Linked DNA regions of Mus musculus: region 2 is linked to region 1. Evidence: chromatin contacts called from public ChIA-PET data. All regions are on one chromosome and are shown on one strand. Each heading gives the region's core, a stretch centred on a gene start, on an enhancer-like site or on the middle of the called end of the contact. The rest is flanking DNA. Distances are from core to core; before and after follow the strand shown.

Evidence for each region. ChIA-PET counts read pairs in DNA pulled down with a chosen protein or histone mark.
Region 2: an RNA polymerase II ChIA-PET map of memory CD8 T cells shows a contact between it and region 1, with 10 read pairs. The contact joins the promoter of Dapl1 here to the enhancer-like site in region 1. A contact is called at or near these places in 6 of 39 promoter capture datasets (3T3-L1-derived adipocytes, the SN4741 cell line, embryonic stem cells and 3 more), 2 of 115 datasets of contacts at active chromatin or transcription factors (memory CD8 T cells and regulatory T cell precursor) and 1 of 9 other capture datasets (liver).

What each region holds. Positions count from the first base shown.
Region 1 is chr2:58,841,062-58,847,830 of GRCm38.p6, forward strand. All of the region lies in intron 12 of Ccdc148 (coiled-coil domain containing 148), which reads right to left. Among named protein-coding and RNA genes, the nearest start is that of Upp2, 89 kb to the left of the region's middle. Within about 2 kb of position 3,685, at least 24 of the 459 cell types and tissues checked have an H3K27ac peak or open chromatin away from gene starts, as enhancers often do. A contact at or near this core is called in memory CD8 T cells and regulatory T cell precursor, where this site is marked.
Region 2 is chr2:59,483,093-59,489,861 of GRCm38.p6, forward strand. It overlaps Dapl1 (death associated protein-like 1), which reads left to right and starts at 1,561. Exons shown (of 4, transcript NM_029723.3): 1 at 1,561-1,674. The coding sequence starts at 1,617.

The sequences.
Region 1 (6,769 bases), core at 2,435-4,934:
TGGAGATGTCTTCTAAAAATAATGACTTAACTATTAAAATAGTTGACTTTTTAATCCTCTCCTCCTAACAGAAATTGAAAGCCAGAGCCAACTGCCTATTATGGCCAAATCTAGAAGTTAATAATTAAACTGCACTGTGGTAGACATCTGTTGTTTTGAATCTCTCGAGCACTTACTGTGGTAGTTAAGAATTGTCTCCCAGAGGCTCCAGTATTTGAATATGTGGTCCCCAGTTGGTGGGGCTATTTGGGGAGGTTTAGAAGGAATAGTCTTACTGGAGGAATAGTGTCACGGTGGGAGAGGGGAGTCTTGGAGAGCGTAAGGACCTATTTCTAATTTGTTTTCTCTATTTTGTACTTGCAGCTGAGGGTGTGAGCTCTTAGCCATTAGCTGACATGCCTGCTGCTTGCTGTCGTGCTGCCCCACCACAAAGGACTCTTACTCTCTAGAACCAAAAGGCAAAATAAGCTATTCCTTAAGTTGTGTTGGCCATTGTGGTCATTTGAATGAGGACGTCTCACATAGGTTCATATGTTTAAATACATGGTCCCCAGTTGGTAGAACTGTTTGGGAAGGATTAGGAGCTAGGACTTGGTTGGAGGGGATAGGCTTTGGGGTTTCAAAAGACCTGTGCTATTGTCAGTGTATTTTCTACCTCCTGTTTGTGGTTCAAGATGTGAGCTCTCACACTGTTCCAGCTGCCTGCTGCATACTACTTCCACAGAGATGGCCACTGTGTGGTTGGCTCTGAGTGAGCATGTGACTTCTGCTGAGACAATGAGAATCTTTCTCTGCAACTTCTATTATGGATACTGAAAAAGAAAAATTTTCTCTCTGAGGTCACTATGCTAGAAAGATCTGCACCTGGAGCTGCTTGTAAACAGGCCTCCTCTCCCTCCTAGAGTCCAGTGCATCCCTGTGGAGGAACAATGAACACATATCCATGAACAATAAGATGCTGGAAAAGGAGGGGGAAGGCAGGAAGGACCCAAAGCACATGTTGACTCTCTGAAACAAAACCCAATCCTGGGCACCCATGCTTTCTACCTAAGCTAGTTTATGTCAGCCTCTGTCAGATTCTGAGGGAATCCTGACTAATAAACATTTCATCTTATGAAAAAAGAGACTGTAGGAAAGTGTCTATAACAGACTAGCATACTAGCTCTGTGAGGTGGTACCTTTTAGTAAGTGAAATCCTAAGGAAATGTGTATCGTTTCATGTGGGCATGGCTGTGTCAAGGACTCCAATGTCTCAGCCCCATGGCAAGACCTCCCCTCCTCTCAGTGAAGCTGGGAGGGCTGATCGCTTTTCCCCGGTCTGTGTGCCCATGTTGAGAGTGTGTGTGCTGAAAACATCTGCCATAGCTTTCTATCCCGGATTGCTTTTATTGAGAGCAGATAAACCTGCCTGCTAGTTCAGTCAAATATAATAGCCCTGTTTCCTTGTTTGTGTCTATTAGTAACCCAATCTCCTTGCTCAGCTGTATACAACAATCCCACATCCCTGTCTACCTGTATATAACAAACGTGCTGAGCTTTCAGGGTGCTGTGGCTTTTCCATGACAGAGTCCACACCACCTGGTCCCCTTTGTCGCAAGGGTGTGACACCTACTGGCTCATTTCCCATATGTATGACTCACGGAGTGTAACTATCCCACAGGATAATAACATGTGGATTGTGATATACGTGTCCAAGTCAGTTTTGGGAAACCTAACATGAAGTATAAAAGGTATCTTCATAGAGAAGTTGCTCATATTTGCAGTACTTTGGTGGCAGATACAAGAAATGTTCAAAAGGAAGTTTTAATGAGCTCATTGTCCAAATTTATTTGTTAACAGAAAAGTTGTCAATAGAATCCAGTTTAGGGACTGTTACTTGCCTTTTATAAACAAGCAGGAGTTCTCTAGCAAGCTAACAGGCACAGACATGTATCCACTTTTTGGAACACACTGTAGTTTTATATGTCTTTCTCCATTACTATATTACATTTCCTTCATACAGTAGCTGTGACTCAGTGCCTCCTGCAGCTAGCAAAGTCCGTAAGACATAAAAGATAAACACCCTGAACGAGAGGCAGAATGAATGGTGAATAAGATAGAAAGCAATCCCACCAACTACCCCAGCAAACAGGAACTGATAAAAAAATTATCATCGTATTAAACATATACCCCTCATTATACCTATAAAACTAGAATGGTTTTGTGAGATATTTAACCATTCAAAGAGTTGGAAGAGCCAGGCAGTGGTGGTGCACGCCTTTAATCCCAGCACTTGGGAGTCAGAGGCAGGTGGATTTCTGAGCTCAAGGCCAGCCTGGTCCACAGAGTGAGTTCCAGGACAGCCAGAGCTATACAGAGAAACCCTGCCTCAAAACAAACAAACAAACAAACAAACAAACAAACAAAAAACAAAGAGTTGGAAGAATGAGGGAATAAAGGAGAACAAACCTCACATCTGATTTCTGTGAACGATGAGAAAAGTTAAAAGTCAGACCTGCCAGATTTACTAAATCTGGGACTAGAGAGGAGTAGGGTGGGTCCATGACACTACCATTTTTTCCTATTATGAACTGAAAGCCAAGAGACCACCCAGGCAGGTCCCTATACCTCACTAGCAACAGAAATCCACTTACTGCATACTTGCATGTGAAATCCCGATGTATACCAATATACAACAATTGTCTTTCTGTAACGCACATAAAAACCCCTGAGGGATGGTTACTTTTTTTTTTTTTTTTTTTTTTTGGAGTCCCCAACTCAACTAAATTATGAAATGACTGTGGTACTAGCGAGGTGTGCCTCTGGGTATGCATGTGAACATATTTCTCGAGAAGATTAACTGAGGAGGAAGAATCCTTCCAAATTAGGGGTGACATAATCCCAGTGACTGGAGTCCCTGGCTGAATACCATGGGACAAAGGGGAGAATGAACTAAGGGCTAGGATTCCCTTCTCTCCGCTTCCCGACTCACTCAGATGTGAACAAGCAGCCTCGCTCTCCCACTGCCACAATCAAGAGCCAACACTGCTACTCTGCCTATCCTGTATGAGCAACCAAACCGCCCTGAGCTGTAACCCAGATAAATCCTTCTTCCCTGAAGTTTTTTCGTGAAAGCTGTTTGGTCGCAGCCACAAGCATGCTACTGTAGCAGAGCATCTGTCTAAAAGCCCACCCAGGGGCTGGCACTTGCCACGTGTGACCAAGGAAAGACATCTGCCCTGATACCATGAGGAAATTGGTACAGTGCCTTGAACTCATGAATGGGTTGTAGGTAGACTTAGTTTAGCTTCATGATTGATATGCACTTGAGTTTTTAAAAATTCTTTAAGGCGATTAATAGTGGTGTAAGGAAAAATATACACAAAAGATATGCCCTTTAAAGTACAGAGCTTACACAAACCAGGCTAATAAGATATGCCAGTATGCTATAAAATTCCCGTCCCCAGCCAGGGTTTATTTCCTTTAACTTAATGGGCTGTAGTGGGCACCTTCTCCCCAGGTAGACGACGCAGATGCACTCGGAGGCAGAGGCAGAAGCTGGATTCTCAGCTGCTGGCAGGTGCATTCCTGCCCTTTCCCTCCAGCAAGCGATTTAAGTAAACAAGAGTCTTAAAGCCCGACTTCTCAACACTGCTTTAAAACCCTCTTTCCATTTCCTTTCTTCCTCCCCACGACTCTCAGAACTTTTGCAGGCGGCAAACATCAAAAGGACTAGAGATTTTTTAGAGTGATTCAGCTGCCCACGGCAATGCAGTCAACCTTGGTTTTCTTTCAGCCTGGGAAATGATCAGCGAAGAGGCTCAACAAACAGCTTTAACATCTGAGGCCAAAAAAGAAGCATAAAAATTTACTTTCATAAACACCTCCCGGGAAGGCTGATGTCTGATTTCCTCTTTTTTGTTTCTCTCTGTTTTTTTTTCTTTTTTCTTTTTGTAAAAGCAGCCTTTTAAAATTTCTATTGTAAGAATATTATAAAATGTTTACTGTCAGACTTTGGGGTGGTTGGGAAGATAGCTGATTTGGTAAAGTGGTTGCTTTGCGAACAAGAGGCTCTGGGTTTTGATTTCCTTGAACTCATGCAAAAAAAAAAAAAAAAAAAAAAAAAAAAAAGCTGAGCATCATGGCGGCATGCATTTGCACCCATAATCCTAGTGCTAGGATGTGTGTGGGAGGGACAGGAGGATCCTTGCTGGGTCTAGAGTAATTGGTGACCTCTGGATTCAGTGAGAGACGTTGTCTCCAAAAATAAGAGAGAAATAAAAGAAGAAACCTAAAATCAACTTCCAAATGCTGACACCATTGTATACACTAGCAAGATTTTGCTGAAAGGACCCAGATATAGCTGTCTCCTGAGAGACTATGCCAGGGCCTAGCAAACACAGAAGTGGATGCTCACAGTCAGCTATTGGATGGATCACGGGGCTCCCAATGGAGGAGCTAGAGAAAGTACCCAAGGAGCTAAAGGGACCTGCAACCCTATAGATGGAACAACATTATGAACTAACCGGTATACCGGAGCTCTTGACTCTAGCTACATATGTATCAAAAGATGGCCTAGTCGGCCATCACTGGAAAGAGAGGCCCATTGGACACGCAAACTTTATATGCCCCAGTACAGGGGAATGCCAGGGCCAAAAAAAATGGGAATGGGTGGGTAGGGAAGTGGGGGGGGGGGTATGGGGGACTTTTGGGATAGCATTGGAAATGTAATTGAGGAAAATACGTAATAAATAAATAACAAAAAGAAGAAACCTAATATAAATAACATCACACAAACATGAACACACACCTGAATACTTACATGCAAACCAAACACAGAGACTCCTGTGGTTGTCACCCAAGGAGTAACATCTGAGGTTGACCTCAAGCCTCCACAAGTGAATGTGTGCACGCTCACACTCACCCACACACAAGCACGCACACACACACACACACACACACAGACACACAGACACACATATAAACCATTTTCTTTAGCCATTTGACATATTCTAGAAAACAACAGTGAAGAGTACTAATTGTTGGTTGTGACTTTTCTAGGGCACTTTTCCTTGTGGCCCTCAGAGCTGGCTTACTCTTATTCCAGCTAGCCTGGCAGCCAGTTTTTTCAGTGGCTCCTCCTCCACTGTGCCTCCCTGAACAGCCTTTCCTCTGTCTGAGGATTCAGACTTCTAGACAAAGCCCTGGGATAAATGGTCCCTTTTGCTTTTAACAATGGACACCCCCAGAAGGCAGTGTCCCTAGTTATCTGGTCATCTGGTTAAGGTGACCCTGTCATTGAGCTTGATTGGGTATGAGCAAACCCCTGTGATGTCCTTTCCTAAATTACAAAGTGGGATTTGGCCTCACCCACCCTCCAAGAAGAGTCTCTTAGGATGCCTCTCAAAGGAAACGGAGAAGCTGGAGGAGGCCAATAGACCAGAGGATTATAATGAAACTGCCTTCCAAGAACTGACAATTTGTAAATTTTAATGCTATGTCAGAATTTTAATGAAATCCCTAAGTGAGGAGTAAACAGGGGGAAGGAGACATGGAAAGAAGTAGAGGAGGCTTTCTCATTCAGCTTGCTGGAATGAACATGACTGCTAACACTATCAAAATTTAATTTTAGCAAACAGCCAAATATCGGCCTATTTTGATGTAGCTGACCAACAAACACACTGTGTCTCTTGTCCATATTCTTCACATAGTAGAGCAACAACTTAGAAGGTTTCTTAGAGAAGAAAGTCATCTCTTCTTCCAAAGACTACAGGACCAGACAACAGACCTGGCTTCCCATGGGGCCTAAACATGACCCCTGTCAACAGTGAGGTCTACTGGCTCTACACTAAGCTGACAAGAGGTATCTCTGTTGTTCCTTAAAGGGAGGTTTTTCCTCTAACCTAAGTTGCTAGGCAATCAATCCCATTGTCCGGAACTGAGCTAAGTTAATGGCTATGATTCTAATTCTTAGAGATGAAGCCAGCCTTGTGGTTGGTGTGAAAAGCCAATCTTAGGCTCTCCACCAGACTCTTCAGTATAATCTTCCTTTCAGAAAATGTTTATGTCTTATTATTATTTGTGTTTGGATACGCAGGCCACAGTGTACATGTGGAGACCAGAGGACAGCTTTGTGAGGTTGGTTTTCACCCTTCTACCTTTATATGGATTCTATGGCTTGAACTTGGGTTGCCAGACTTGCGTGGCAAGCATTATTACCCACTGAGCCATCTTGCTGGCCCTGCATTACAATATTAATTGTCCTCTTTCAGATGCCACAATTCACATCTGTCAAGCTCTATGTGTTGTGGTCTGAATGTGATATGTTCTCTTACAGGCTCAGGTGTTTGAACATTTTGTCCCCAGCAAATGGTACTGCTTGGGAAGGCTGTGGACCGTTTAGATGGAGAGCTTTGTTAAGGAGGGTCTGGTAGAGGGGTTGTCTTAGTTAGGGTTGTATTGCTGTGAAGAAAGATGATAACCATGGCAACTCTTACAAAGGACAACATTTAATTGGAGCTGGCTTACAGTTTCAGAGGCTTAGTCCATTATCATCATGGCAGAAAGCACGGTGCTGTACATGGGGGGGGGGGGGGAGCCAATAGTTCTACACCCAGATAAGCAGGCAGCAGAAAGTGAATCTCTAAGCCTGCCCCCACAGTGACACACTTCCTCCAGCAAGGCCACACCCACTCCAACAAGACCACACCTCCTACTAGTGCCACTCCTTATAGGCTGAGCATTCAAACACATAAGTCTATAGGGCCATTCTCATTCAAAGCATCACAGG
Region 2 (6,769 bases), core at 311-2,810, 640 kb after region 1:
GTCCTGTTAAATTTCTCAGGCCAGCCCCACCACACTTAGTCGTATGTCCCTGCCTCCTCAGAGTTAGGATTGCAGGTGTGAGTCATCACATCCAGCTTGTATCATGTATGAAATTATACAGCAAGCAACGTGATCTATGTTCTGATTTTTTTAATCTAGCATACTTAATATTGCATAGTGTCTTTGGGGTTCCTCTGTACAGAGCATTCCTACTCCTGAGTTGTATGTTGTTGTGTGCATGTAACACAAGCTGTTTGTCTACTCTGCATTTAATGGGCTCTGGGGTTGTGTTTAACTTCTTTCACTCTTGAAGAGAAGTACTCTAGACATCTGTACACAGGGTTCTGTGTATAAAAGTTTTTATTTCTCTTAGAATTCCCTGCAATTTGATTATTGGTTGCACAATATGTGCTAAGTATGTTGAATTGACTTCTAACATTTTACTTTTTTTGTATTCTCATAACCATGTATAAAAGCTCCTATTGCTCTAACATCATCATTAACATTTAGGGGTTTTGTTTGTTTGTTTTGTTTTGTTTGTTTTTGAGACAGGGTCTCTCTACATAGGCCAGACTGGCCTCGAACTCACAGAGATCCACCTGCCTCTGCCTCCCAAGTGCTGGGATTAAAGGCATATACTGTCACGCCTAGTCGAAGGGCAGTTTTTGATGGAAGAACAGTTTGTCCAAGTACTGTCTGCTAAATGTTGGCCCTGGAGGTACAGCAATATGCTTTAACTCATACGTTCTTAGCAAAAAGTTGCATCTATTGGTTACCATTTCACTATATTACCACCGATATTTCTGCATCAATGAGTATTAGTTGAAACATGATTTGGAATATGCACTACACAGCATTCTCTTGATCACATCTTAATTTAGCTAAGCCTCTGCTTGGTGAATATTTATAGTAGATGTGATGACAGGTACATATAATTCTAACTCTGAGGAGGTGGAGACAAAAAGACTAAGTTTGGGGCTGGCTTGAGAAACTTAACAGGACCCTGTCTCGAAATGAAGTCAAAAGGACTGGAAAGGTGGCTCAGTTCTTAAGAGCCCTGTTTTAAAACAAATAAAACAATATAAGAAAGAAAAGAAATACATAATTACTATACTTGCACAGAAGTCTCTGTCCACACCTGCAATTCTTTTCTTAGCATGAGTGCTCAACACTGGGAAGCCCTTAGAAAGGAAAGGTGCTCACTTGTATTGTCTCTTAGAAAGACTATAGATGTCTTAAAGCAAAGACTCTGTCTTGTCCATTGTGACACCCCTGGACGTGACAAGGACCTCACACTGGAACACTGCTCTTACCAGAGAGAAGAATCGTTGACGTTAAGAAAGAATTCATCCAGACTGGATCTTCTCTACACTCTCCTCAGACCTCACTCTGTCCTGTAAACATCTACCTGGCTTTCCCAGGCTAACGAAAGAAGAGAAGGCTTGCCAAAGAGACTCAGGTTCCAGGGCAGCTTAATGATGAGCCTGGTTGTTGCTCAGCAATGCCCTCAAGGGGCCCCGCCCCCTGAAGCTATAAAGCCTTAGTGAGGTGAGATGAGCCAGTTACAACTGGCACTCAGCCTCAGAGCATCGGCAAGGCACTGGCACACAGGCACTATGGCAAACGAAGTACAAGTTCTGCCGTCCCCGCTGAAAGGGCGGTATGCCCCAGCAGGTAGGTTCCCCCACCTGACCTCGCTCCCACCGAAAAAGGCTTCCACACTCCATCTGAGAGGCATCCATCCTCCCAGAAGTAGTGTTGCTTTAACTTCCAGCAGCCCGAGCTCCTCCATGGTTGTAGATTAGTTGTGACCCCTCACCTAGGGGTTACCACCTTGGGGAGCCCTACCTTTCTCCAAGATGCCCATGGTTAGCTGACCTCATACTGACTTCCATGAAGAGAACAGCAGTACCCCGTTTCTGCTTCTTGAGTCTTTGGGCTTGGGCAATGCTCTCAACCCATAAACTGAGGAGCAGGTTTTAATAAGCACCCATTGTCTGCAGGGGCTCTAACAACTAGAGAGCCTTCCTTTTTTTTTTTTTTAAATCCATGCTATTGACGTCAACTCTGTGGACTCTAGAAAGTGGTTCTCCTGCAACTAAGCCTATGTTTACATAGCTTGACTAGCATGAACAGGCCTACTTTTAGTCAGTTTTACATTCTTCCAACTGCTATCCCTCTCCCCTGGCATCTCAAAAGCCTGGCTGCTTTGTCCTTGCCTGTCTCCATTTACAAATCCAGTTATTTGTATAATTCTTTGTCAGGTCTAAGAGGAGGCGGAGGCCTCTTAGCTGCTGGCAGGTAGGACAGGCACAGGCTTTGCAAAGGGCAAGGATCTGATACAGACCCAGAGCTTTCTAGAAGGCAGCCCAGTAGAATCAGAGTCTTCCGGCTCGTTCTACACACCATGGCCGGTCTGCTTTGCCAGTCTACGGACATTCCACACTTGTAGTTGGATTCAGCAGTTTTTAATGTTAAAATTTTAAAGGTTTTGATGCAAACGAGTCTGGGAGCGAACGGGCACGTTGTTGGAAGAGGAACTCATATATTGCATGGATAAAAAGAAATGCCACCACTCTCTTCTGCTGCCTCCACTCCCATCCAACTAAAAAATCCGATTTGCTACAGTACATTCATGCACAAAGTTAAACTTAAATGAGAGTTTGAATGATACCACCGGGGAACTTCCTGTCCCTGTCACTAATGATTGCTAATTGCTCTGTGTACAGAGCGCACCATGACTCTATCAAGCATGTCACAGTGCCTCTGGCATGACAATGAATTGTTATGAACTGTGACACTGCAGATAAGGGCTTTGGGATAATTGGGATGGAGATGAAGGCAGGCTTGCTCTCCCACTGAGCTCCAGAGAACAAAGAGGTTTCATCCTTCAGCTCGTCTTCCCCCAACCACCATCACCTTTTTTTTTTTTTTAATTTAAAGTCTGAACCAGTTTTCAATGATGCAAAGTTTTATTTATGGAACAAAACTAATAAGATGCCAAAAATTCTATTAAGTCTTCACCTGATATTTAGAAGCAAAATACAGATGTCTGACAGCAGGAAGCTAACGCCATATGGCGGGAAGGGGGAGGCGTGGCCGTCAGAACCGGACAAGGTCGAGTTTGAACTTCACCTTTTTTTTTTTAACATTTTAAAAATTTATTTTATTTGTTTACATTCCAGCCAGCCATTGCCCCTCCCCCACCTCTCCTGGTCCTCCTCCCACATTTCCTCACCCCATTCCTCCTCCCCCTTGCCTCCAAGAGGGTGCTTAAACTTCACTTTTAATCTATCTCTCTCTCTCTGAGCCTCCGTTTTCTTACCTCTGAAAGGGGATACTAAATGACATCAATCTGGTAAGGCTATTGTGAGGATGAAATTGATAATATAAAGTACCTGACACTTGAATGGTGACCCCTTTAAAACACAGGCCTGTAAGGCCCACTGGAGTCGGCAGAATGATCCTTCTGGACTCAGATGTGGGAGGCTCACTGGCACCTGCTGCAAGGGTCCAGACAGGAAACAACCTCAGTTGGAAGGCATGAGTGCTTGCAGCTTAGTTATGAGTGACACCTCTCAGAAGTCAGCCAGCTGGAACTCCCCCACCTATGCATGGGGTGGGGGGCACTCCCTTTATGCGTACTAATGTAATACATCACACCATTGCTATCCTTGATTTTGCATCCGTGTCCTGAAACAAGACAGTGTTCATTCATCAAAAGTAGCCTGGATCTCCTGCTTTTTTGATTTACCTTTCTCTTAGGATGTTTGTTTGTTTGTTTGTTTGTTTGTTTGGGTAAGGGTTGGTTTTCCGAAACAGGGTTTCTCTTTGTCTTGGCTGTCTTGGAACTCACTCTGTAGACCAGGCGGGCTTCGAACTCAGAGATCCATTTACCTTTAGGGGTTTGCCACCAATGCCAGTCTTTTTAGTTTTAGATGAACTAAACATTACACGAACATCAATAGCAAATTTTTGTGAGTGGAAGGTAGTCCAGGCAAGCCAGATGTGTGGCGAACAGGAAGATTAGCAGTTGCTCGGAAGCTCATCTCCAGTCCTGCCCTTTTTAAACTGATTTTACCCCAAAGCAGGAGAGCTGTATACAGAGATTCAGCTGTGAACCACAAGAGGTGTTTTCTGGCTCCTTTGGGAAAGAGGAAAGGTTATGGGGAAGGGGTATCATGAAGAACTCCGTAGGTGACCATAACTGCCTACGGACATGTGTCACTTAAAACAAAATGGAGGGCCAGGAGGATGGGGTCGTGCAGTGAGGGAAGGAGACAGGTAAGAAACACAACATAATATCATGTACTCATAAAAAGGCTATAATAAGTAGGGGGTGGGGGAGATCCACTATATACAACTGTCAAATAATACATAAAAGATATTCTATTAAAACAATAAAAATAAGCCATGGCACAGTGGTGCATGCCTTTAATTTCAGATCGCAGAGGGCAGGCGCAGGCAGATTTCTGTACATTCAAGAACAGCCTGGTCTACAGAGAGAATCCCAGGCCAGCTGGGACTAAATAGTGAGGTCCTTTCCCTCCACCCCCCCCCAAAATTTTAATTTTAAAAAGACATGAAAACTAAACAGAAGGACGTCTTGACTTTCATCAGTCCAACTGGTTAACTCATGCAGAGTAGGGAGGACGGATTAGGAGAGGAAGGGAGTTAGAGTAGGGAGGACGGATTGGGGAGAGGAAGGGAGTTAGAAGAGAAGCGTGTGAGATCCTCTGCCCAAAATACGGAAGGAAGAGCCTGGTGAACCCACGGGCAGCTGCCATTCGGTCACCCGTGCGCTGCACACACAGCATAGGAATTTCTAGATATGGCAGCAGCCCTTCAGATAGACGGTGTTCTACAGAGAAGCGCCACAAAGGAGCAAACTGGAACTCAGAGAGGCCAAGAGACTGCCCTGAAGCCACCCAGCCCCGAGACTGGAAAAATAAAACTGGCTTTGAGACAAAACTTCCTTGCTCTAAAAATCCTCTTTCCCTGAGAATTTTTCAGGGCTCTTGATTGGCAACCAAAAATTCTCTGAGAAGGCAACTTGGGAGTTGAGCCTTCTATAAGCTTTTGCCTTCTAGTGAGATTTTCAAATAAGTTTCCAGCTATAAGGCAGAGTGTGCACAAACTTTGTGTTTTCTTGCTTTCTTAGATTACATCCTCCATGGTCGAGAGGAGGAAAGGGCTCATTTTTCTTACAGGAAGATTTTTGTCTTGACTGCTCTCTACCAAATACTGAAAAAAAAAAATCTTAACAGGAAATTATGTAGAATTTGAAACTACAAGATCTATCTTTGAAAAATTACAAACCACAAAATCTACCACAAGAGCTCAGCTCTACCCCAGAGGCAGAAAGGGAAAGTTCCAATCCTCCTGCACCAACTTTGGATTCCTAATGAGACAACCCAAAAGAACATCTTCTTATTAGCATCTTCTCTTGTAGATGCTAATTCATTCTTCTCACCAAACGTCCTAAACATCTTACTGTGTTTGTGTTCAAGTTTGTACATATGGTTCTTTAAAATAGTAAGCCCACTCATGTTTTACTTCGTTGAATTGCAGTTGGTTTTACACAAAGATTCTAAAGAAACTATACCTTGAATAGGAAGCTAGAGTTGGGTGGAGGTGCATCTAAGTTTAAAAGGGCTGATTTAGACACAGTGGCTTCTTGGGAAAGACCTTCCAGCCATAGGTGGGTTCAACAAAATGGGCCAGGGTGTGATTGTCGTGGGCTATGGTGGTGATTTATCTAGATCCTGGGAGACCAGGGAGACCAGTGTTCCCAGAGAAGCCTTGAAGATGACCCTCCCACAAACTGGTTCCAACTGGTTCATTCACCACATGCTTGTGAGAACCTCCCTCGATAAATCAATATATCCACCCACAGACTGGGGATAGCTTGTGTGTCTTGCCACAAATCAAAGTGTCTTCCCTAAAGATTCCTGTTTTATTCTTTAACACGAAGAACCCCTGCAGTGTGGGTTTCTAGGGTACCCTTTGCTGTTTGTCTGTCTGTGAAGTTGTTATGTTCTTTCCAAAGTGAGACAAGTAATGGACTTTCTTTTCACAGTAGATTAGAAGGTTTAGGGTCACAGTAAGAATCTCACGGTGACGATGATGGCTGTTTGCTCCATTTCCTCTAAGTCCCCCAAAATTCTCCTAGGATGCTCAAGACAGAACACCCTCCGCAATACACCAAGAGGCATTGACCAATGTACCACCAATGTACTTCCGCACCGAATAACACAATCTACTTGGAAACCTTCCTTATCTGATATCCACTCTGCCCTCTCCTTTTGGTACAACCTAAAATAAGTCTAAATAAGCCAGGCGGTGGTGGTGCACACCTTTGGTCCCAGCACTAGGGAGGCAGAGGCAGTCAGATCTCTGAGTTTGAAGCCAGCCTGATTTTACAGAGTGAGTTCCAGGATAGCCAGAGCTACACAGAGATACCCTCTCTCAAAAAGCCAAAAATCAATCAATCTATCTAAATAATAACTACTAATTATCAAGTGTCTACCGTGAACCAAAGGCTTATGTATCTTGTAAAAATATTCCATGTTTTTAAAAATCTACATTCATTTATTTATTTATTTATTTTTTCCGAGACAGGGTTTCTCTGTATAGCCCTGGCTGTCCTGGAACTCACTTTGTAGACCAGGCTGTCCTGGAACTCAGAAATCTGCCTGCCTCTGCCTCCTGAGTGCTGGGATTAAAGGCGTGCACCACCATGCAGGCTCTACATGTATTTATACGTATG